2 separate regions of the Mus musculus genome follow, and region 2 is linked to region 1. Evidence: chromatin contacts called from public HiChIP or PLAC-seq data. All regions are on one chromosome and are shown on one strand. The core of a region is the stretch at or near the end of the contact, and the rest is flanking DNA. Distances in the headings are between cores, read along the strand shown.

Region 1 (6,001 bases), core at 1,773-4,272:
CAGAGAGCTCAACTGCGGGAGGAAAAGAAGAGGAGCGGGTTCAAAGGTGAGGAGATGGGACCAGGAGGCGCCATCTTTGAAAAATCAAGCACAGTCGGGAGGATGGAGGATTAAAAGCAAACTGATGCCTGGCATCAAAGTTACCTTCCAGGGACTTTGCTGTTCCCAGGTGACATGGACCATAGACTGCAGACGGCAATCAGGGTGGGTGGCGGGCATCCATCCCTGTATTTCCTAGGTGCGTGATAGCCGAGAGCAGGGTGCTCGTTAAGCTAGGGTTCCAAGCAATGCTGTGGAATGCATGTTGCCCTTTGGCTTTTCTTTCTTTTGAAACCTGGGGGGGCGGGGGGGGGGGAGTTGCTCATGATTTGTGCAGACAAAGGAGGACACCGACCACGCTCCCTTCCCGGGAAGCACACGCTGAGTATCAGACCATGTGCCGCCACAAGCAGAAATGAGCTGATGGGTAGAAGAGACTGGGTCCTTGCTTTGCCTCACTGTGGCTCCTGGCTCTCAGCATGCCTCAGGCTCCACGGCATCTGCACTGACCCGTGATCCGGGATAAACGGGAAGACGGCGATGTTTCTAAGTTTGGTAGTTTTCTTTTTAAGCCTACATTCTCTTTCCCATTAAAGTGGCTGGTTTTATCTAATTTATTTTTTCCATATCCTTTTTTTTTTTTTCTTCACCACCCAAGAACCGCTTTAGTGAACAGAGCCCAGCAATATTCTAACTGAGGACATTCTTTCAGGGAGTTTGGGGGTAAAAAGAATCTGCAAATGTTTACCTTCTTTTTTGATATAGTAAAAAATACTTTACTATGAGTGTGTGTGTGTGCACGCACGCGTGTGTGTGTGTGTGTGTGTGTGTGTGTATGTGTGTGTGTGTGTGTGTGTGTGTGTTTATACACATGCCATAACATGTATGTAGATAAGAAGGCAACTTCCACAAGTCAGCTCTCCCCTTCATCATTTGGGGCCCAATGAGCCAGCTCAGGTCATCAGGGTTGGTAGCAAGAACCATCATCCACCAAGCCTTCTCACTGACCTGTGGATCTTATTCATTGCCAGATGCAAAGCCCCCTAACTACCACCTGTCTTCATAAATCTCACATAAAGCCTGGCCAGTTACCTATTCCTGCTGGTGCCTATGAGATTACCAATGTCACCTCCCCCCTCAGTGTTACATCTCAAATAACAGAAATTCAATTGCATTTGGGGGTCTACAGTAAGGATGACATTTCAGAAAATATGTCACTGGGAGAAAGAAAATTTTAAAATATTAATAATAAGCCCAAATTCTGTAAAAATGAACAGCCGGATGACTATAGTGGTAGAGATGAAAATAATGGTATGTGATTTGGCCACACCTTTCTGTGTGATAAAAAAAAAAATACCCTGGAAAAAAAACAAATTAGGAAAGAGAGGAGTTTTCCACCCACAGCTTTCCTTTGGGGAAGGCAGCAGAACCATGGGTATAGAAGGCTGGGTATAGAAGAAGCAGAGAGACAAAGGAAGTGGGGACCAGGCTGTAGCATTTCACAAAGCTGGTCCCTGTGGATATACATCTTCCAGCAAAGCTCACCCTCCTCTCAGACAGCACCACCAGCTAGGACCAAGTGCTCAGACCAGAGCCCTCTGGGGAGCCTTCATCATCAAGCTACCATAGATGCTGTGAACGGTGGAGCTGAAGTCCAGAGCCTGTGCTGGGGACTTGCAGTTTAGGCCATCAAATCAGAGTTTAAACATTACTGTGTCTCAGAATTGTATACTCCTTTTGAAGTTCAGGACCATTTTTCTGGTTTGAAAATAGAGAGAATGCTTTTATGGTAATGGGAACATAATTCTAATCAGCTCTTACCTAAGTAAAGAAGGCTTTATTGAAAGGACATTAATGTATCTCCTGTAAGAAAGTTTAGTAGCTAAACCTTCCATGGGTTTCAGGGATGGCTGGAAGTTCAAGCCAGATCCCCGAGAAAGCCCCTTCATTTCTCACTTCTGCTCCCCCTGGTCCTGCCTTTGCTGTCTTCCACTGCAAGGCAACTTCTTTTTACTACTAAAGAAGGAAGGGCCACATGAGATCTTGCAAGCAACCTAATTGACTAAATTGCCCTAAATGAGGGACAGCCATGTTCCTGGACACAGCCATGTTCCTGGACAAAGGTGGAACACTGCAAGAGCCAAACCATAAGCAATGTATGTACTAGCCTCAACGCTAAATGTTCAATTGACCATGTGCCTGGCTTTTTTTTTTAATGCATTCAATGTATATATGAACATTTTAATTTAGCTCATAACATTTGTGTTTGCATGTAAGGATTTCTATATATTTGGCCACTAATAAGTCAATACTGGGGGGGGGGGGCAGGAAGACTTCTCAAACCTCAGTTTCTTTACCTATAAGATGGGTAGGTTGAACTAAACTAATGATTTCCCACTGAGCAAGAGCTGACCAGTTCCTAAGGAGGGTAGTGATGTGTGGGTGGCTTTGGGTGGAGGCTACTAACTGTTTAATGAGAGAAGAGCAGAGGAATGAAATTCTCCTCAGGGTGTACAATCAGGAATTGTCTTCGGCTAGTTGAACTCCTGAGAAAAACACTGGGCATCATGTAGAGCACGGGTCAGCAGGGTTTGCCATGCCTGTCTATTACGGTTCTCCAGAAACCCAATGGGATGTGTGTGTAGAAGCAGTGGTGTTATAGAGAGAGTGGGTTGTCTTAATGAACTTGCTTACGGAGACTGGAAAGTCTAGGCCACAGGGCGGGCTGTCCAGCTGGTGAACCACGGAAAAGTTGAGACTGCAGTCCTGAGTCTGAAGGCAGGAGGGAGCAGAAGTCCCTCCTCCGTGAGGAATTTGTTTTCCCTCTTAATTCAATCAATTGATTGGATAAGGCCTCCCTTTGTGCAAATAGTAATCTACTGAGTCCATTGAGTCCATCATACCCTCATTCACCACGTTCATAACGAGCTCTCGTCTGCTGTGTGGTCGGGCACCTGGGCACTACAGCCTAGCCAAGCAGACGTATAAATGCAGTCTTTGTTTCCTTCCCCCTGACAGCCTGTCTCGCTCAGACTAGCATTGGCTCAGCCAAGGGCCCACACTGGCTGGGTTTCCTTTCTCCCTGACAGTCTGCAGTCGATTCTCAGATCTTCACAGCCCACAGTGCCTCAGATTGAGGGGTTTTCTTCACAGTTTTCCAGGAAGTATTTACTCCTGACTGCGCTCTGTGTATACGCCCGACTTAAACACAACAGGCTTCAGATTTTCTATGATTTTTTTATATTCATAATTATTGCAACAGAACAGGAAAAATGCTTCTAGTTATAACAGTACCCCCCAAGAAGGTATAGGATGCCTGAATCACTTGAGTGTAGCTAAGCCTAGTAGCTGAAACAGGTTTTTGTTCATATGAACGCTAATACAACTTCTATTCATTTCCATACTAACACTGAAAGATCAAACGTGTATTGAGAAATTGCATCATTTGTAATCATTATGCAAATTGAAGATAATGTCTGGATTTACATATATTACCAATACAGCTATAAGTCATGCATGAAGCTATATGGCTTTCTACTTCGTATTCACTGAATAAATTCCCTCCATATTCGGTATATGACTGGGAAGCTGTGAGAAAGATTGATGAGTCTTCTGACAGAAATATACATCTTCCTTTAAGGAGGTTGGGAACTGGTAAGAGGACAGCTTCATTTCTGATGTTTCTGATAAGAAAGCGTCTATAGAACCAGACCTCAGAGCTTGAGGTGGGAACATTCCATGTAGCCCTTGCTTTCCCGTTGATTGCTGGCATTTTGGAATTAATTAAAACACAGGTGGAGGCCCTCACGCTCTTTGTTCAGAAATATGACTATACATACAACTGTGCAGCATCCTACAACTTGTACAAGTGACTCTTCTCGATAGTGATGCCACCTCAGCCTGCCTCTTACATCACCTCAAATCCCCCCATCACTTGGGGTTACAAGAGCTTTGCTCCCAGCCTTGACTTTTCCCTCTTATCCCCTCAGTCCTAGAATTTGATCTTTTCCTAAGAGCCTCTCCTAGCACTGCGGCATTGGTTTGTGTACCATCCCTAATGAGTTGCATCTTGGTCTCCCCATCCTTGAGAGCTACTGTAGACATCCAGGGGGTTGATATCTTTTATCTCTACCCTTCTACTACCCACCCATCAGACTCCCGTCTGCACTGTATGCTTTCCTCGAGGTTTGTGTGATGCATCAAATTCTGTCCACACATAACTGCCGAGGTCCCATTGTCTACCTGCCACAGGATGATATCTCATTCTCAGATAGGACCATGATAGATGGAGATAGTTAAAATGGCCAAAGGTTAAGAGATCATACTATATGCGGCTGAGCTGTAGGTGAATGTCCAATTAGAAGCTAATGAAAACGAACGAGATATCCTCACCACAGCCATCACAGAAGGGGCGTGGTCCTGCTGATACCTGGGGTTTTGATTTGTGCACTCCAGAGCTAGGAAACAATAAATTTGTTTGGTGTTAAGTCACCATATTTGGGTCGCCATCTTGGTTCCGGGACTCCGCAGAACTTAGGAAATTAGTCTGAACAGGTGAGAGGGTGCGCCAGAGAACCGGACTGCTTCTGGGACAGGCGGAAGCACAGAGCCGCTGAGGCAGCACCCTTTGCGGGCCACAGACAGCCAGCCACCATCCGGACCAGAGGACAGGTGTCCGCCTGGCTCGGGAGGCGGCCTCAGCCTCAGCAGCAGCGGTCGCCATCTGGGTTCCAGGACTCCGCAGAACTTAGGAATTTAGTCTGCACAGGTGAGAGTCTGCACCACAGAAGCTGACAGCTTCTGGGAACTGCCAAAGCAACACAGCTTCTGAGAAAGGTCCTGTTTTGGGCCTTCTTCTTCGGCCAGGAGGAGGTCCAAACACAAGATATCTGCGCACCTTCCCTGTAAGAGAGCTTGCCAGCAGAGAGTGCTCTGAGCACTGAAACTCAGAGGAGAGAATCTGTCTCCCAGGTCTGCTGATAGACGGTAACAGAATCACCAGAAGAACAATCTCTAAACAGAGTCAACTATAACTACTAACTCCAGAGATTACCAGATGGCGAAAGGTAAACGTAGGAATCTTACTAACAGGAACCAAGACCACTCACCATCATCAGAACCCAGCACTCCCACTTCGCCCAGTCCAGGGCACCCCAACATACCTGAAAACCTAGACCCAGATTTAAAAGCATATCTCATGATGATGGTAGAGGACATCAAGAAGGACTTTAATAACTCACTTAAAGAAATACAGGAGAACACTGCTAAAGAGTTACAAGTCCTTAAAGAAAAACAGGAAAACACAATCAAACAGGTAGAAGTCCTTACAGAAAAAGAGGAAAAAACATACAAACAGGTGATGGAAATGAACAAAACCATACTAGACCTAAAAAGGGAAGTAGACACAATAAAGAAAACTCAAAGTGAGGCAACACTGGAGATAGAAACCCTAGGAAAGAAATCTGGAACCATAGATTTGAGCATCAGCAACAGAATACAAGAGATGGAAGAGAGAATCTCAGGTGCAGAAGATTCCATAGAGAACATGGACACAACAATCAAAGAAAATGGAAAATGCAAAAAGATCCTAACTCAAAATATCCAGGAAATCCAGGACACAATAAGAAGACCAAACCTACGGATAATAGGAGTGGATGAGAATGAAGATTTTCAACTCAAAGTCACCATATTTGTAGCACCTTATTCCAACAGCCTCAGAAGGCCCATACAGTGCTGCACTGGATGAGAGCTTACTCTCTTCATCCCCCTTCATGGTCACCTGAAGATAAGCACACACCACAATTCTATTGTGCCATTAGCTTGCTGCAGATGGGCCCTCTGCTCTCCCCCACCCCCTTACCCCCGCCCCTTTGTCTTCCCTGTGGACACGGGATCTATTGGCCCGAATGCCTTGCGTCTAACGCCCAGTCTGTTCCAAGGTCAGTGCTAAGTACCACAATCT
Region 2 (5,649 bases), core at 1,963-4,462, 220 kb after region 1:
GAAAGGAAAGGAGAAAAGAAAAGCTGAGGAAGTAAGGATCAGAGCCAACTGGAGCAGAAGAAACTGCAACCGTTAAATGTAACCAGTGTTCTGACTTAATGGTCCTGAGATAGAAAACAGGCATTAGATTAAAGCTAAGGAAGCCTGGGGTGTGGCTCAGTGGTAGAGCTATGTGCTGAGACCTTGGGTTCAATCACCAAAAAACAAAGGGGAAAAGACATATATTCAAAATGTGAGCTATGGCTAACAATACTTCACCAATAAGACCCTTGAACTGCAGTCAATAGTAACATGTTAGTAGACGTTGCTACAAAGTTCTCCGACCATTGCTGAACTATTTACCAACCACATAAATAGCTTACAGACTGCTTTCAATATTCATTTAGTGTGTGTGCATGTATGTGTGTGTGTGTGTGTGTGTGTGTGTGTGTGTGCATGTGTGTATGTGTGTGTGTGTGCATGTGTGTGTACACAGCTGACTTTGGAGCTTGCCATTTGAGGTAGACTGGCTAGCTAGCAAGTCCCTAGTATTCACCCTCTGTACCCCGGCACTGGGTCTGCAGAAGCACGCCAGCTTTTTTTTTGGGGTACGCAGGTTCTGAACTCATCCTAGACTGGCAAGCACTTTATTCACCTCTCCAGGCCTTATGGTCTCTTTTAAGACCCCACTTAGGATGTGTATGTGAGAATGACTGCAGATGCTACAGTGTGGACCTAAAGAACCCCCACATTCTTATAAATACTCAGTTCACACTGTTTGCAAGGACTCCACTACAATGTTTCTTAAGAAAAATAAGTCCAGTTCCCCGCAGCTGCAAACACTTTGGTGGGGCAATTCCCAGGAGAGATGTACTGTATAGCACTTTGGCTACAGTTCCATCCCTTCCTCTCTGATACCCCTGCAGATGTCTGAAAGTTTATAAGCTATCCTCTGGTTGTTTTGCACTGAGACAAAGCGGCCAAATGTATCTAGTACAACTTGGAAAAGCCAACTGAAAATGTACACAAAGCTAGTGCTAAAACTCATCCAATAAGACTTAAGGAACTAAAGAGGTTTGAATCTGGGGTTAATAGTTTCTTATTCAAACCTAGCTCAGACGAACTTATGTTTTAAGATAAAAGCAGGTGACTGAAGAGGAGATTCAGAAGAAGAAAGAGGACTAAACGAAAAGATGCTTAAACAGAGAGCAGAGCCTGTGTCACAGGGCTACAAAGAAGCCAAGGTTGAAGGAACCAGTGTACACTGAATCCGGGTAACGCTGGATGAGCACACAAAATGAACTCTTTGCCTCTGACCACAAATAAGCAAAGTGTTCAAAATTAAACACCAGTTTCCTGTTAGGGGATTAAAACAATCATTTGCCAATTATAATGATACTCAATGACACTGGAAAGTGAAAGTTACAAAGTAGACGTCCCAATTCAGAGAGCAACACTTGGCTCAGAATAGTAGGATTTAAAAGATACTTTCTTCTCCTCTCTCTCTCTCTCTCTCTCTCTCTCTCTCTCTCTCTTTTCCTGCTATGAAGGAAGTGAATGACTTGCGGAATTTTACAAAGTCTTAGTCTCCTATGGTGCGGGAAGGGCTTTCTACACACACAAGCTTACTAGCTTGTGGCTCACTGTACCCAGCCGGCTATGTGATGAGTCTACAGAGAAGCTTAACTTTCAGGTGGTGCGAGCTCATCACTCACAGATTTCCCACCCCAGCAAACTAAGAACTACAGCAGCGTGCCCCAAACCCTCCAATCCCCAATTTAAAAACAAAACAAGAAGGAAATCTTTACTAGGTGAGGCGAGATGTCATTGGCTTTCATTTCAATAGACTCACTGTCCCAAGATCTACAATTCTACACAATGAGCGCAGCCGTTCCAAAACCCAGGGAGCCTTAGAATGGCATCCTTTCAAGAGCGAGAAATTAGAAACAGCCCGCAACACAGACACTTTGACGATTTTTTTTAAACATAAAAAAAGTCTTCCAGGAATCGTAATTCCACCTCCTCCCCAAAGTGGCAAAACCAAATAAAACTTCAAAGTACCCACACGTGTCTGAACCAAGTTGGATCTGAACTATCTTATTCGCTTTTTCGTCTCTTTCTCTTACTGTCTGAGGCAAGAAGGGAAACCTTTAGAAGAAAAGCAGCCATGCATTCGCTGAAACACTGGCTCAGGAAGACCTCCTCTTCTAATGCCTCGCTGCTCCAAATGTCTATGGATTTTAAGCCCAAACCCTAGGGCGTCCTGCCCCGGCGAGATGCCAACAGCACTTGGGGGCTACAGGAGGAGGATTTGAACAACATGGCTCAGAGAACCGGGCAAAGATTTTTGCATGTGTATTGTAGTCATTGAAAGGAAGGAAGGGATGAGACCCCGGGGCGCCTTCACTGTCTCTCTCGGTGGGTGTGGAGCCCTCCGAAGCACTACTGACAGCCATAGAGAGGCCATCTTCCTAAAAGTAAAATGGTGTTGGAAAGTGATCCAGAATTCACAACTATTCAAACACAGCGAGCTACCTCAACTGGAGGGTGTATACCAGGGCGGGTCCACATCTCAAACAGGTTTCCTAAGGGGTCCCCACTTGAGCTGGGTGAGAGGCGCTCCGAAAGCCCTGCATCTAAGACGTTAGGGCGGGGTGGGAGTCCAGGTGTGCGGAACTCAGGTACGCCCGCGCAGCCCAGGGGAGCGCGGGGTCTCTCGGGGGACCTCGGCGACCACCCGGGCGGAGGAGGCCGCGGGGGGATCGGGTCTCCTGGCTTCGGGGTGCGCGGAGCGGGCGCGGGGACGCGCTAGGGCGGCAGCGCCGCGCACACCTGGCCGCCGACACACCAGTTGCAAAGGGTCCAAGTGAACCGCAGCGGCCGCTGAGCCTGGCACCACTCCGGTGACGGCTCACAAAGACCCTTATGGGAAAGCGAGAGGGAGCCCATGCCGCGGGAATCCCACCCGGGGAGCCGCACTGATGTTCGGGGGGCTCTTACCTAGGATCCGCCCTCCGAGCAGCCGCGCTCCTCAGGGAGTGCCACGACCTCCCTAGACGCGAGGGAGGTGACGGAGGGAGAAAGATCCCGGAGCTGGAGCGCCCGCCGCGCCCCGCTGCAGACACGCCGCTGGGGCTTGCCCCGCGCCCTGCGCCCTGCGCCCTGCGCCCAGCGCCCCGGGAGCCCGCTTCGCCCGCCGCCCGGGCCGTGTGTGCGCGCCGCTCGCTCCCGGACACAGCCAGCGCGCGCCGCGCATGCCCAGCAGCGAGCCGGGAACGCGCGTTGCCCCGCGCGGCCGGGAGAGGGCTCCGTTTGCAAGATCTTGAGGACAGTTGAGTCTCTAGTAGACCCTAGGGCTCTGGATAGAATCTCAAGGGCTTCATCCCACAAGGCGAGCACGGCACCCCGCAGGGGAGACCCGGGATCCCAGCCTCAGAGTGGTGTCTACAATTCCTCAAGTGAAATGACCTAGGTCTGCAGAGCACAGCCGGGGGGGGGGGGGGGGGGGATGCCGCAGGCGGAAAGAGCGCTCAGGTGACCGCGGCCAGATCCTGCCACACAACTGATGACTAGTGTTAATCTGGGAGTTACTGCCCTACTCAACTACCAAGAAGAGGTATTCCCCAGCCTCTGACCTGTGACCTGTGTCCATTGGTCTGCTCCTGTACCATCTCTCTTCAACCAAAGCAGTATGCAAGTGGTACCCAAGGGCTTCACTGGTTTAGAGAGACTACAATACTCCAGTCCCTGGATATAGCCAGCAAGCCCAGACCTGTCTCACCAGGCGTCCTGGATCCCATTTTTCATAGGAGCTCCTGCCAAGAGTCTGGTGTAGTTTCAAGTATGGGAGACTCTTTAGTCCAGTAATAACTACTCACCACTGCTCAGTGCTCCTTGGCTCGATCACTGAAGCCACAAAATAAGGATCTGCCAGTCTTCTCTTCTGAACCTGGCATTTTCTTACCTTCTACAATACCTCCGTTGTCACAGCTACGCCCCCAGACACCCTGGCCCTTCTAACTTCCAAGGCAATTGACTTCCAAAGAAGCCAAGGCAGACTATTAAACAAAACTTGGCTTAAATAGCTGGGCCTACCTGCTTTGCGAGGCAAGCAAAAGCTCATTCAAGAGACCGTGAATTAGCAGGCCAAGATGGAGACTAAAAGGGGGCAGTGATGGGTTTTATGATTAAGTTCGGTCTACTGCCTTCATCCAGAATCTTCCTCCATCCAACATTCCCAACAGACTGACATCCACTTGAGCATGTCCAGTGTTCGAAATAGCTGGTTTTGATAGATGGTATAGAAAACTAGGATTGTTAATTGACAATCTCTGCCAGGAGCTACAAATTTTACTTTACACCATCTCTAACCCTTAAAATGAATCACCGCTTTAGAAAATTGGGAAAATGTTATTCAGAATTTTCTTTTTGCCAAAGCCAATAGTGACATTAGGATTGAAATCCAGGTCTGCCTACTCCACAGCTTACATACATAGATTTATATACTCAGATCAACTCTCCTTCAACTGTAGACTGGGAAAGATGGACCCTGAGGACTGACATGAAATTAATCTTGCTCCTTACAGATATTGTAAGACTTGAAATAGTAGAAGCAGGTTAACAAATAACCAACATAGTAGAAGCAGGTTAACAAATAACCAACAGAACCTTCTGCTAGTTATTTTGAGACATGCCCTCAAAATGTTTTTCCTTTGACTGGTCCTCAAATGGCAGAGAAATCTGTCAAAACCATTCTTTTCTGACTCAAATGAGCTTTAGGGTTTTTTTTTTTTCTCTGAAATTACACACACACACAGAGACGCTCGGCAAGAAACTAAAATCATCACTGACCCTTTGACCCAAGAAACCCTCCCAGCAAGACATCCCAAACCCATATCTGGTTTTCTTTTGGCAAGTGGACTGCCTAGAGTCAAACAGAAGAGGCCTGGATAAAGTGAACTTCACATGAACTGTATGTTCGACCTTAATACTCTCTGTAATTCTATATTGTTCAACCTTAATTTTCCCTTTAAATTTTATCTTTGTATTAGGGTATAATTTCATAGAAATATTAGCTGTCAACATAACCTTAAACTATAAGTTTGATGTATAGGTCTTATTTGTTTCATTTGAGTAATTTGGATTATAATCTGCTAAGACTCAATGTCAAATTTTCCTGTTTAAATTTTTTAAACAGATTTCTATTTCTTCTCTCTCTCTCTCTCTCTCTCTCTCTCTCTCTCTCTCTCTCTCTCTCTCTCTCTCGTGCGTGCATGAATGTGAGTGTGTAGATGTGCCATGGCATGCCTATAAAGATTAGAAGAAAAATTTTCAGACTCAATTCTTAATTCTCTCCTTACACCATGTGGGTCCCAGGAACTAAACTCAGGATATTGGTAGTAAGTTCTGTCACCTGCTGAGCCATCATAACAGCTTGGTTTAGCTCTTTAGAGTGCTATCATATATGTTTTTATTGACTGAAGACCTCACTTATTGTTAGGCATGTTTGGCACATGCCTATAATTGCAGCACTTAGAAAACACAGCCACAGAGATTAGGAGTTCAAAGCCACCCTTTGTTATATAGCAATTTCAAGGTTAGCCTAAGCTTTATAAGAGCTCTTCTCTTCGATCAAAAGGAAAAAACTCACTTGTTAATGGCATATGGAAA

The links. HiChIP or PLAC-seq counts read pairs in DNA pulled down with a chosen protein or histone mark.
Region 2: a contact with region 1 is called in an H3K4me3 HiChIP or PLAC-seq map of stem cell-derived neural progenitor cells, with 49 read pairs. The contact joins the promoter of Eps8 here to the enhancer-like site in region 1. A contact is called at or near these places in 9 of 39 promoter capture datasets (the C10 cell line, the HPC-7 cell line, HPC-7-derived erythroid cells and 5 more), 1 of 15 datasets of contacts at CTCF or cohesin (CD8 T cells), 4 of 484 Hi-C or Micro-C datasets (bone marrow-derived macrophages, embryonic stem cells and morula), 16 of 115 datasets of contacts at active chromatin or transcription factors (craniofacial prominence, embryonic basal ganglia, embryonic forebrain and 7 more) and 3 of 9 other capture datasets (embryonic stem cells, liver and pancreatic islet).

The regions. Positions count from the first base shown.
Region 1 is chr6:137,430,954-137,436,954 of GRCm38.p6, forward strand. All of the region lies in intron 19 of Ptpro (protein tyrosine phosphatase, receptor type, O), which reads left to right. Among named protein-coding and RNA genes, the nearest start is that of Gm52924, 160 kb to the left of the region's middle. Within about 2 kb of position 3,023, at least 40 of the 459 cell types and tissues checked have an H3K27ac peak or open chromatin away from gene starts, as enhancers often do. A contact at or near this core is called in embryonic limb bud, neural progenitor cells, oligodendrocyte precursor cells and 1 more, where this site is marked.
Region 2 is chr6:137,646,073-137,651,721 of GRCm38.p6, forward strand. Eps8 (epidermal growth factor receptor pathway substrate 8) reads right to left here and starts at 3,213. Exons shown (of 22, transcript NM_007945.3): 1 at 2,980-3,213.